2 separate regions of the Mus musculus genome follow, and region 2 is linked to region 1. A link is a contact called in public Hi-C data. All regions are on one chromosome and are shown on one strand. The core of a region is the stretch at or near the end of the contact, and the rest is flanking DNA. Distances in the headings are between cores, read along the strand shown.

Region 1 (4,796 bases), core at 1,248-3,747:
CCCAGGAAAAGGAGGCATCTGAAAGGCTCGGTGGGTATCATGGCACTTGCTTTTCCCTTCATCTTATCCTAGCAGCCAGGGTCCTGGCCCACCCTTTTCCTCCTCCCAGATACTCACTGGTCCTTTGCCTACCCCCACCCCCAAGTTGTTCTTGCCACTTCGAGATTTTAAAAACATGCCCCCAGTAAACCCCCCTTTTTAATTAGACACTGAACGGAATGCTAGAGATTTTCTTAATGGCCTGACAAAGGCTTTTAATTTGGTCTTCTCCAGAGAGAGGAACCCTGAGTCTCCATCGGAGAGGTTGGGGTGGGAAATGAAAAAATCAATGCAACCCATTATTTTGGCTTTTAGAAAACAGGAATTTTAGTGCCGAGGAAGCTTGTTCTTTTACACAGTAAAAATGCAAATTCGGGCAACACAGATGCTGGCACGCTGGATGTAACAACAGAGAGAGCCTCACTGGGGTTCATCTGGCTGCCCAGACCTGGATTTGTTTTGGCAATAATAAGGCAGTTATTGGAGACTCGATAACCGATTATTAAAACACCTTCCTGGTTTAGTTCTGGGGAAACAGGCTGAGCTCGGGCTTCGTCAAAAAAAAAAAAAAAAAAAAAAAGGTATTTTGAGAGGAATGGAAATAACAGAAGCTTAAAACACATTCAATAACTGCTTAATTCCATCCAGAGGACGCTCCATCTCCTCCTGTTTTCTTCTCTCTGCCTGCCGCCTCCCGCTCCTCACAGATGGACGTACAAATTATTGCAAGAGGATATTGTTTTCTGTAACAGGCTGGAACATTCGCATTTACATTTTCCTTGGTGCCGCGGGGGTGACTGGCAACGAGAGAGAAATAAACCACGCCCCATCTTTCTTGCTTTCCCCACATTACGTCTTCCCCCCTCCCCAGCCGCCTCCACCACCCACCTACCATGCCACCCCAAGCAGAACAGGCCCCTGGGGATCAGCCTGGCACCTAAGACCCAATTAAGGCACCAAGGAAAAGATAGGCCTGTCTGGCAAGGCTGCCTGGCGCCCAGCACAGATGCTGGTGCTCTGAATGGCAAGGGAGCCAAGGATCTGCAGACCCAAAGGCCACCCAGGGCCGCCATACCTGGTAACTCCTGTCTACCCACAAGACCTAGTTGTGGCAACTTCCTGCCTGCGTAGGAGAGGGCTCTGCCCCTCCAGCTGTTGCCCTGTGGCCTTCTGGGCCTTTCTCCACCCCCACCCCCATCTGCTCCTTCCCTATCAAATAACTGGGGCTTCATTTATTAATGCAGCGCTCCTGGGTGGGGGTGGGTGCAGTCCTGCAGGTATTTGTGAAGGAGGCTGCAGGGCTGAGAAATGGGCTGTTCCTGGGAGCAAGGTTAGGGACAAAGCAACTGAGTGTGGCCACAGCTCTGGTCCGTGTTCCTTGCCTGACAAATGGAAAAGGGAAGGGGGTTGGAGTGAGAGCTATGGAGAGAGAAAGCCGCTCCTCACCTTATGTATATTTAATATTAACGTAATTAAAGCTGTGAGCCAAACCAGCCTGCCAGGGTGGAGGGAAGCAGGAAGAGCCCCAAGAAAGAAAATTGGTGTGTGTGGTGTGTGTGTGTGTGTGTGTGTGTGTGTGTGTGTGTGTGTGGTGTGTACTGGAAGCAGGAGGCAAGATTGTTGCTCTCAGGTGGGATGAAGAGGTCAGATTAGGAGTCCAGGGGGGCAAGGAGTTAAGCAAGCAAGTCTAGCCTTGGTGTGTTACCCGGTGGCCCCCTTGGCCTGAGAAAGTCCATTACTTTGCTCACCATTTGAGGCCACCCGCTACCCAGCACCCGTATCTTCTGGACAGAATCCCAGTGGACTAGGCCATCAGACTGGCTCTGAGTAGGCCATCAGACTGGCTCTGACCCGGCCATAGCACTAATAAGGGCTAGGTTCCTCCTTTAATCTACCGAGCATTGCTTTGGGCTCTGGCAGGTTACAAACTCCGTACATCTCCAGGCATTAGCAGAGGACTAGACCCCTCCCCCGGGCTCTTGGCTGTCCTTCTCCATTGCCTAGAGGGGCAAGAATTATTATTGGACCAGGCCAACCCATGCAAAGGGGGCGAAAGGAGAAGCTGCCCTCTGGGCGCGAAGGAGAAAAGTTAGAGGCTTGAGCAGGTAAAGCCGAGAAGCGTCTGTGCTCTACAGCGCAAGGGCGCGGAGTTCGGCCGCCTCCTCTCCCTCCTGCCATCTGCGCGCCCGGGGGCACGTCCTCTACCACAGCCTAGAAGCTCAACTGCCCGCGCTGCCCAAGTGTCGATTTGGTGCCCAGATTGCTAACCATCGAAAATGCCTGCTTTTTGCCAACCCCTCAGTCCCGGCTGCCTCTCAGATCAGGTGCACGGAACCCCGGGAGCAGGTCTGGACATGCCGGACACCTGGACCCACCCCTAGCAACCTTTTCTCTCCCGGGAAAGGGACACGCCCCCCAGTCTGAACACTTGTCCCCAGGTCCAGCAGGCCAAGCGCCGGAGCGGAGAGTCTTGCACCTTGGGGCGCGCTGCCTAAGGTGGTCAGGGAGACGCAGAGAAGCCGGAGCCAGCGCCTGGGGTACAGGGGTGAGACATAGGTGATGGCGACTCTTGGGTCTGAAGAACAAACTTGGTGTCCGAGGGAACCCCCACCCCTGGGGACCCCTAGCTCCCCAGCCCTGCACCCAGCCAGGCGCGGATAAGCGCCATGCGGTGCGCCGGCATTTGCGCCAGGGCGGGGGTCGAGGGCGGTCGAGGGGCGCACGAAGCTACGGCAGGAGTGATCTTCCCTAGGTCCAAGGACCCAAATACCGAGGGCTCCCGGATGAAGTCTCAGTCCGAGGACCACCTGGCTCGCAGGGCACCCCGGGGTCCCAGCTCCAGCAAGCCGCGGGAGCGGGCTGGGGGCTGGGGGAGGGGGCCAGGGCAGAACTAAAGCTGGGCTGCGATGGGAAAACCAGGGGTTCCTTTGCCACCGCCCCCCACGGGCGCGCCCCTAAACGGCAGGCGCAGGGGGGCTGGCAAGCGGTCCCAGGCTGACTCTCACCAGACCCTTCTCTCGGAACCGCCCCAGCTCTCGCGCCCACCCAGCGCCATGCACCCGAGTGGGTCCAGCACTCGGGCACCTGGAGCCCACTGGGCACCGCACCTTGCCTCCAGCCGCGCGCATCCCAGCCCCGCCGCCTCCACCGCCCAGCCGCCGGCAGCGCGGGTCTCACCTTTGTGTAAAGAGTCCAGGAGCAGGAGGAAAGTTACCAGCCACATGCCATAAAGAGGCCCTATTCTCCGGGGAGGTGGTCCTGTGGCCGGCCGTGCGGCAGCGCCTCTCCCCCGCTCAGCGCGCTCCCAGCCGCCCGCACTCGGCGCCCCGCTCTCTCTGCTCCTCAGCCCAGCGCGCGGCGGCGGCTCCTCCCTCCTCGGCTCCCCGGCTCCTGTCATCCACGGGGCTGGGCTAGGCGGCCGCTTTCCCCGCCCCAGCCCCCCGCGACACCCCGGGGTGGTGAGTGCTACTCCAGCCCCAGCCTGGGGTCACTTAGTCCCACAAGCTTAGGGGACAGAGGTGGGGACCCTGACCAGACAGTCTCGATCCTGCTCCTCTGGTCGAGAGAGGAGAGGGGTCCCTGTAACTCGCAGGCTTTTGAGCCTATGGTCGCACAGAGGCATATGTCATACATGTGCTAAGAGTCTGCCATGTAAGGGGAAAAGAACACGGGTTTTTCGCCCGGCCGGTCATTCAAAGCCATTGCTGGCTGTTTCTTTTGGACTCAGTTTCCCTCCACGAATGGGAGAGCATAGGTGCTCTGAGTAACATCTGGGCTAAAAATCTTTGAAGACATTTGGTACTCTATATCTCAATGCCCAATCGTACGTGTTGCTCCCAAACCCTTAGTCACTTCTGCAAGTCAGCTTCCTGGAGAAGCTGTCTCAGACCACCCATCCCCAGCACTGTCCAAATATACACTAGAACCTAATACTTAAAAAAAAAAAAGCCAGTCATTTACAATGCACAGATAATGCCTGTTCTATGTGTGCTTTGTCCCTCTCTCCCTAACCTCCCCCCACCACACCCCCCGCGCCCCTGCACACACACCATCACAGCTTCCTCGCCTTGCAGAATCTGTCTGGTCAAGACAAAGTGAGGAGAGTGCCTTATCAGCCACCAAATGGAAGCCTAGCACAGCTGAGCTCTGAGACAGGCACCATGTCATGCCTGACTCTGACGTGGAAGGCTGATGTGGTGAAAGTCTTCTTTTGTCTTAATTCTCAAATAAGAGGCCACACAGGTTCCAGAGAAGGGGTCCAGCTAACCCGAAGATACACTAGGTGCCAGCACAGAACTCTCCATGCAAATAGCCACCTGTTTTGACCTGGCTTTCTGTGAGGCATAGTAGGAAAGGTGGGAGAAGCTGGGAGCTGCGGTTCTGTCTCCTCCAGATGTCTCACCCAAGTTCAGGCGAAGAACCAGGTTTTCTCATTCACAGGTTTTGCCAAAATATGTCTAACGTTTTAAACTAAAATTTGAAAGCTGTGCTTTTTTTTTAAATGGAAAGATCCGTAAAGTGTGAAATTGCCGTTTTAACCAGTTTTAAATTTGTGTGTGTGGTGTGTGTACAGGTCTCCGTGGGTGCAGGTGCATGTGTATGCATGTGTGTGTGGAGACACTGGTCCATGTCAGGTGATTTTCCCCCTATAGATCTCTCTTCACTTTATATTTTGAAACAGGGTCTCTCTCACTTAAACCTGGAGAGCCAAACTCAGCGCTCCCTGCTTACACAGCAAGCATTTTACAAACTGAGCT
Region 2 (4,796 bases), core at 1,642-4,141, 66 kb before region 1:
GTGACTCTTCTGGGCTTTCCCTAAGGGTTGGGCTTGTGGAGTTGGGCCCAGCCTGCAAGGGAGCAGGGAAGGCTAGGTGCTTTCTGGATGGCATTTGAAACAGGAGGAAACCAGTCCTGCCTCCCTGAGACCTTGACAGGGTGATCTGAGAAGCTCCCAAACAGACAGAACAGAACACTAGGCTGGGGCCCACACAGCACAGCATAGCGTCCTAGGCTGTGCTCAATCTAACCCATGCCTTTGGAGACGGAGTCTTCTCTGACGGCACAGTGTTCTACTCCTGGCTCCTGTCAGCTCACAGTGGGCCCATGGTGGCTCTGCCCTTGCCCCTCCCTGGCAGCTTTTCCGCGGTCTAGGTCTTCAGCGAGGACAGGAGGAGCTCTGTCCCGCCCCCACCACTGATCACAGCTCTGATTGTAGCAGGCACGGCTCCCCCTCTTTACTGTTATGACTAAATCAAGTTGGGAGATTTATCTCCCACTTATCTCTCCCGTTTCTGCTCCCTGTCCGATCTGCACTGTTGAACACAGCAGAGCGAAAACATATCACCCATTCTGATCAGCGGCTATGCAGCTAAAAAACAACCCCCCCCACACACACATACAGAGAGGGGTCTGTGTAAGAAGGTGAATTCTCCCCACTGAGCCTGAATTCAGAGAACCCCAAACCCCAGTTTGAGGTGCCAGTTGAGCACTAATCAGGGGGTCTTGGAAGGAAATAGAGAGGAAGCTAGGAGCAGGCACCTCACATGCTGGCCTGACTTTTGCCTGAGTCAGCTCAGACCTGAACCCTGTTCTAGCAGAGCCTCTGCAGCTTTCCCAGAAGGAGCTGGTCCACCATCCCCTGGACCTTTCCTTGGATCCTGCTGAGGTGGTAGGAAAGACAGATCAGTGACTGACATCCTCCATCCGGGTTGGCCAGCAAGCTGGCTATCCTCTTTGGGGACTTCCCTTCTCAAGACACCACCTACCAGGGGCAGGACAACACAGAGGGTAAAGAATAGGGCAAAAAGCCTGGGCAAGCTGGTTGGTGTCCTTGAGCCTCAGTTTCCACATCTGCAAAAGGGTTAATGATCTCCATTAGTGTAAAGATTAATGAGGGGTTTTTGTTTGTTCTGTGGGTGGGTGGGTGGGAGCTTTATTGGGGGAGCTTCTGTCTATGGAAGGTGGCTAGCCTGCCAAGGGTCAATATTCCGTATATCTCCCCCACCTCTAAAACGTTTATGCAACCTTGTACTCTCTCACACCTGGTGACACCTCAGATAAGGGAAGGCTCTGCTGCATTCCAAGAACTTGATGACCCAGACTGGCTGAGCCCTTCCTCCTTTCCTTCTGTTCCTTATTCCCCATCATTGCATCAGATTGTAAAGTCAAACTCCAACCAGTGGGATGAGACACAGTCCTGCCTTAGAATACAAAAATTGAAGTGAACTTCCCTCCCAGTGTGCTTGCTAGTCCTGTGTCCGGTCACGGAACACCTTTTTTATAGAAAGAAATTGCCTTGCTGGGTTAATTTCATCTCGTTCCGGTGTTTCTTTGTGTGACACCAAGGATATTCTTTCCCAACATTTAGGAAGTCGCATTTAAACTGGATTCTACAGGAGGTGAGAAGGAGAGGGACACTACTTTGGGTCAGTTGTTATTCAAGGGTTCAAAGGAAATCATTTAATTTCTTTATTTGTTCCATTTTAAGTTTTGCTTATACAGATGTGAGGCCAGATGGTATCTCCTGAACCAAGGCAAGATGGCCCAGAATGTATTCTCTGCACCTTCGCAATGCCCTTCCTGCTATAGAGTCCAGGAAAAGAAAACAGTAGTCCCTGTGCCCCTTGGAACCAAAGGTCTTTCAGGGAGTGAGAGGGACAAGAGCTCAGGTCCTCTTCCTTGGGACCATCTCTCAAAAAATAAACCAACAAACCAGTGATCCCAATAAAGAGATTAAAATTATGTTGTAGCTTTGGTGTTAATTTTCTGAGACAGGGTCTCACTTTGTAACCCAGGCTGACTTCTGGTTCTCTATTCCTCTGCCTCTGTCTCTCGAGTTCTGAGATTGTAAATGCACCACTATTCTCAACATTATTGAAGTTTTGATGGCAGGCAAAGACCCTGAGAGCCCCAAAGTGAGAGGATCGGGCAGTGGGTCAGAGGACATGCTCAAACACCAGTGCCAATGTAGGCTTTGTAGGGATGGTGGCACGAAAGCCTTGACATCCAGGTGTGGGGGCCTGCAAGACAGTCGGGCCAGCAAAAGCAGCCCTGTTGGACAGGTCTCCTCTGAGCAGCAGCCGAAGTCACCGCAGGGTGCAAAGCAGGAGTGATCAAGTGTTGCTGTGTCCAGCCCCTGTGGCTCCTGTTCACACTCTGAGTTTGCACTTTAGTTACCATCTGTGCTAGTCCATTCATTGACTCACGAGACTCGGTTTTAGAAAAACCCTAGTAAGTGGATACAAGTCTTATTTCAACATTATATATGAAGGATAGAGACATAGTCTTGACATAATTTACCCAAGGTCACACAGCTAGTAAATAGAAATGCTAGGATTTGAGCCTGAAGCTCACTGTTATGATGAAATGATGACATTATAACATAAGAATGTAACTTTCTATCTCCCCCACCCCAATGCTAATCACCAAGGCTATGTTTACTCTTTGCAATGTAATGGGATTGTAGATAAGCCTCAGGAAAATTGTGGGTACTGCCCAGGGGCTGGCAATGACCCTATATCCTTTTCTTTCTTTCCCCTCTAAGCACCTAATATTCTCCACCTTCCTTAAGCAAAACTACTTCTCCAGACAGGAAGGATTCACTAACTCACCTAACTAGAGTGCAGTGGCTGGGCCGAGAGCACTATGCCTGCTGCTGATCGGCTTTGTGGACTCCGAGAGAGGAGAAGCAGCCTGGCAGATGTGGGAAGGGTTGAGAGTCCTGATGCTCATGTCTGAACATGAGTCAGAGACAGAGCCTGATTGTGGCTCCTCACTTCCTACCTTTGGAAACTCTCTGGTTCCTTCCTTTGCTTATGATTTATTTATGACTCCTGTTGGGGGTGCTGGTTTAGGACAGTAAGTAATGTCTGAGCAACACAAAGGACCTGTAAAGTGGGAGGACCAACAGTGCTATGGGGCAAGGGGATGAGAATCACAGGGTTCACACCAGGAAGGACTGGGGATGGCAAGCGCCTCCTTCACTTGCTGAGTCCTCTCACCAGTTCCTGGTCCTTGAGAATGCTTTGTGGTTCTTAAAACCCTCTAGGGACAGAGATGCTGACCCAGTATGAGCTGAACTGCCTTCCCCGTCACCAGCCTCAGCACCCACAGGCTCTACCCTGATGATACCTTCTTCCTGTCCCTGCTACTGACTCCTGGCTTATGCTCTGCCTCATCATGTCCCTGGAGCCACACAGATGCAGAGAGTAGCCCCAGCTGGCCGGTTACCTCCTGATGCTGGTCAGGCCTTCCCCATGGTGGGCTGCAGCCAGCTCTGAGTTCAGGTGAGGAACACAAGTGGTGTGAGGACTTGGTGATAGGAAGGAAGCAGCAGATGGGGGTCAGAGCCAGGGTGGGCATGGCACCGGCCTGAGTACTGTGTGACCTTGGCCAAGACCTTCTGTGTTCAGGGTCCTAGTCTGCTTACACACAGCAGGGAGAGCTGTGTTGTGCCTCACCGGCCAAGCCAGAAGTGGACTTTGTCCCTTAGAAGACTTTGTAAATGACTCTGTGTCAGGATCAGAGCCGCTATTCACTACATTCTCTTGGTTCCAGGTCTGTCTACAAGTCTGAGGGTCTCCATGGACCTGTCTTGACCTGGTGACCCTCCCACCATCCTTTTTTTTTTTGGACATGGAGCTATCTTTATGAAGCCTTTAGAACCTTGTTTTTCACCATCTACAAGTGGCCTGGTCGCAATGAGCACTGTTTTAGCTGATCATCAGAGACAAGCTGTCTGCCTCTAGACTACTGCCCCGGTATTCTGAAAGGAGCAAGATGAATCCTGAAGCAAGCTATGCCTGCAACCCAACCTGCCCCAGCTAAGCAAGGCCAAAAGATTGGACCAATATCATCTGCCATGTAGGCCAGGCTCCTGAGAACCCTGTGTGGAAGATTCAGGGCTCAACAGGAACTCTACTCTGCTTCTATATTCTAGTAATAAACAATCTGAAAGGGAAACTAAGAAACTCAGTTGCATGCCAGGAGGATATGCTGAAGAACCAGAGGCAGGAGAATCCCCGAGACTAGCCTGGGGCGGAGAGATGGCTCAGCAGGTAAAAGTATTTGCCACCTAAGCTGGATGACCCAAGTTCTATCCTCAGGTCCCACTGGTGGAAGGAGCGAACCAACTCCCTAAAGTTGTCATCTGACCTCCATATGCATACTGTGGCATTCATACTCGCCTTCACATATAAACATAAAATAAATAGGTGTAAAATATTTAAAATAAAATGAAATAGCCCCAGTTTCAATAGCAACCAGCAGAATGAAATACTTAGTAGTTTTACCTTGAAAAGCACAAACCATCACAGAGAAGTGAAAAGAGATTTAAATAAATAGAAAGCCACCCCATGTTCACAGACTGAGGGACTTCCTATAGTTGAGACGAGAGATATGAAGATGGGTCACATGGGCCATGTGAAGGCTACATTCCTGTCATATTGGACCCCTTGTGGCTAGGTGTTTTCCCCGTAAGGTTGAACCATCCAGGAAGGGCAGACAGAGTGCGCAAGGTCCCTGAAATGGGGACAGTCTTGCAGCACTGTGGTTTGTAAATTCTGTCCTGTGAAGTCATGGGCTTTCCAAGGA

The links. A called contact is a pair of places that touch in the nucleus more often than the background predicts.
Region 2: a Hi-C map of group 2 innate lymphoid cells shows a contact between it and region 1, with 1.9 times the contacts expected there. The contact joins the enhancer-like site here to the promoter of 4833428L15Rik in region 1. A contact is called at or near these places in 2 of 39 promoter capture datasets (the HPC-7 cell line and hippocampal neurons), 11 of 484 Hi-C or Micro-C datasets (the AtT-20 cell line, embryonic stem cells, frontal cortex and 8 more), 6 of 115 datasets of contacts at active chromatin or transcription factors (VIP interneurons, embryonic basal ganglia, embryonic forebrain and 3 more) and 2 of 9 other capture datasets (liver and pancreatic islet).

What each region holds. Positions count from the first base shown.
Region 1 is chr9:45,428,933-45,433,728 of GRCm38.p6, reverse strand. 4833428L15Rik (RIKEN cDNA 4833428L15 gene) reads left to right here and starts at 2,497. Exons shown (of 5, transcript NR_040732.1): 1 at 2,497-2,584. Dscaml1 (DS cell adhesion molecule like 1) reads right to left here and starts at 3,376. Exons shown (of 33, transcript NM_001081270.2): 1 at 3,217-3,376. The coding sequence starts at 3,262.
Region 2 is chr9:45,494,991-45,499,786 of GRCm38.p6, reverse strand. The region is part of intron 3 of Dscaml1 (DS cell adhesion molecule like 1); the gene reads right to left. Among named protein-coding and RNA genes, the nearest start is that of 4833428L15Rik, 66 kb to the right of the region's middle. Within about 2 kb of position 2,891, at least 19 of the 459 cell types and tissues checked have an H3K27ac peak or open chromatin away from gene starts, as enhancers often do. A contact at or near this core is called in group 2 innate lymphoid cells, pancreatic cancer cells, retina and 1 more, where this site is marked.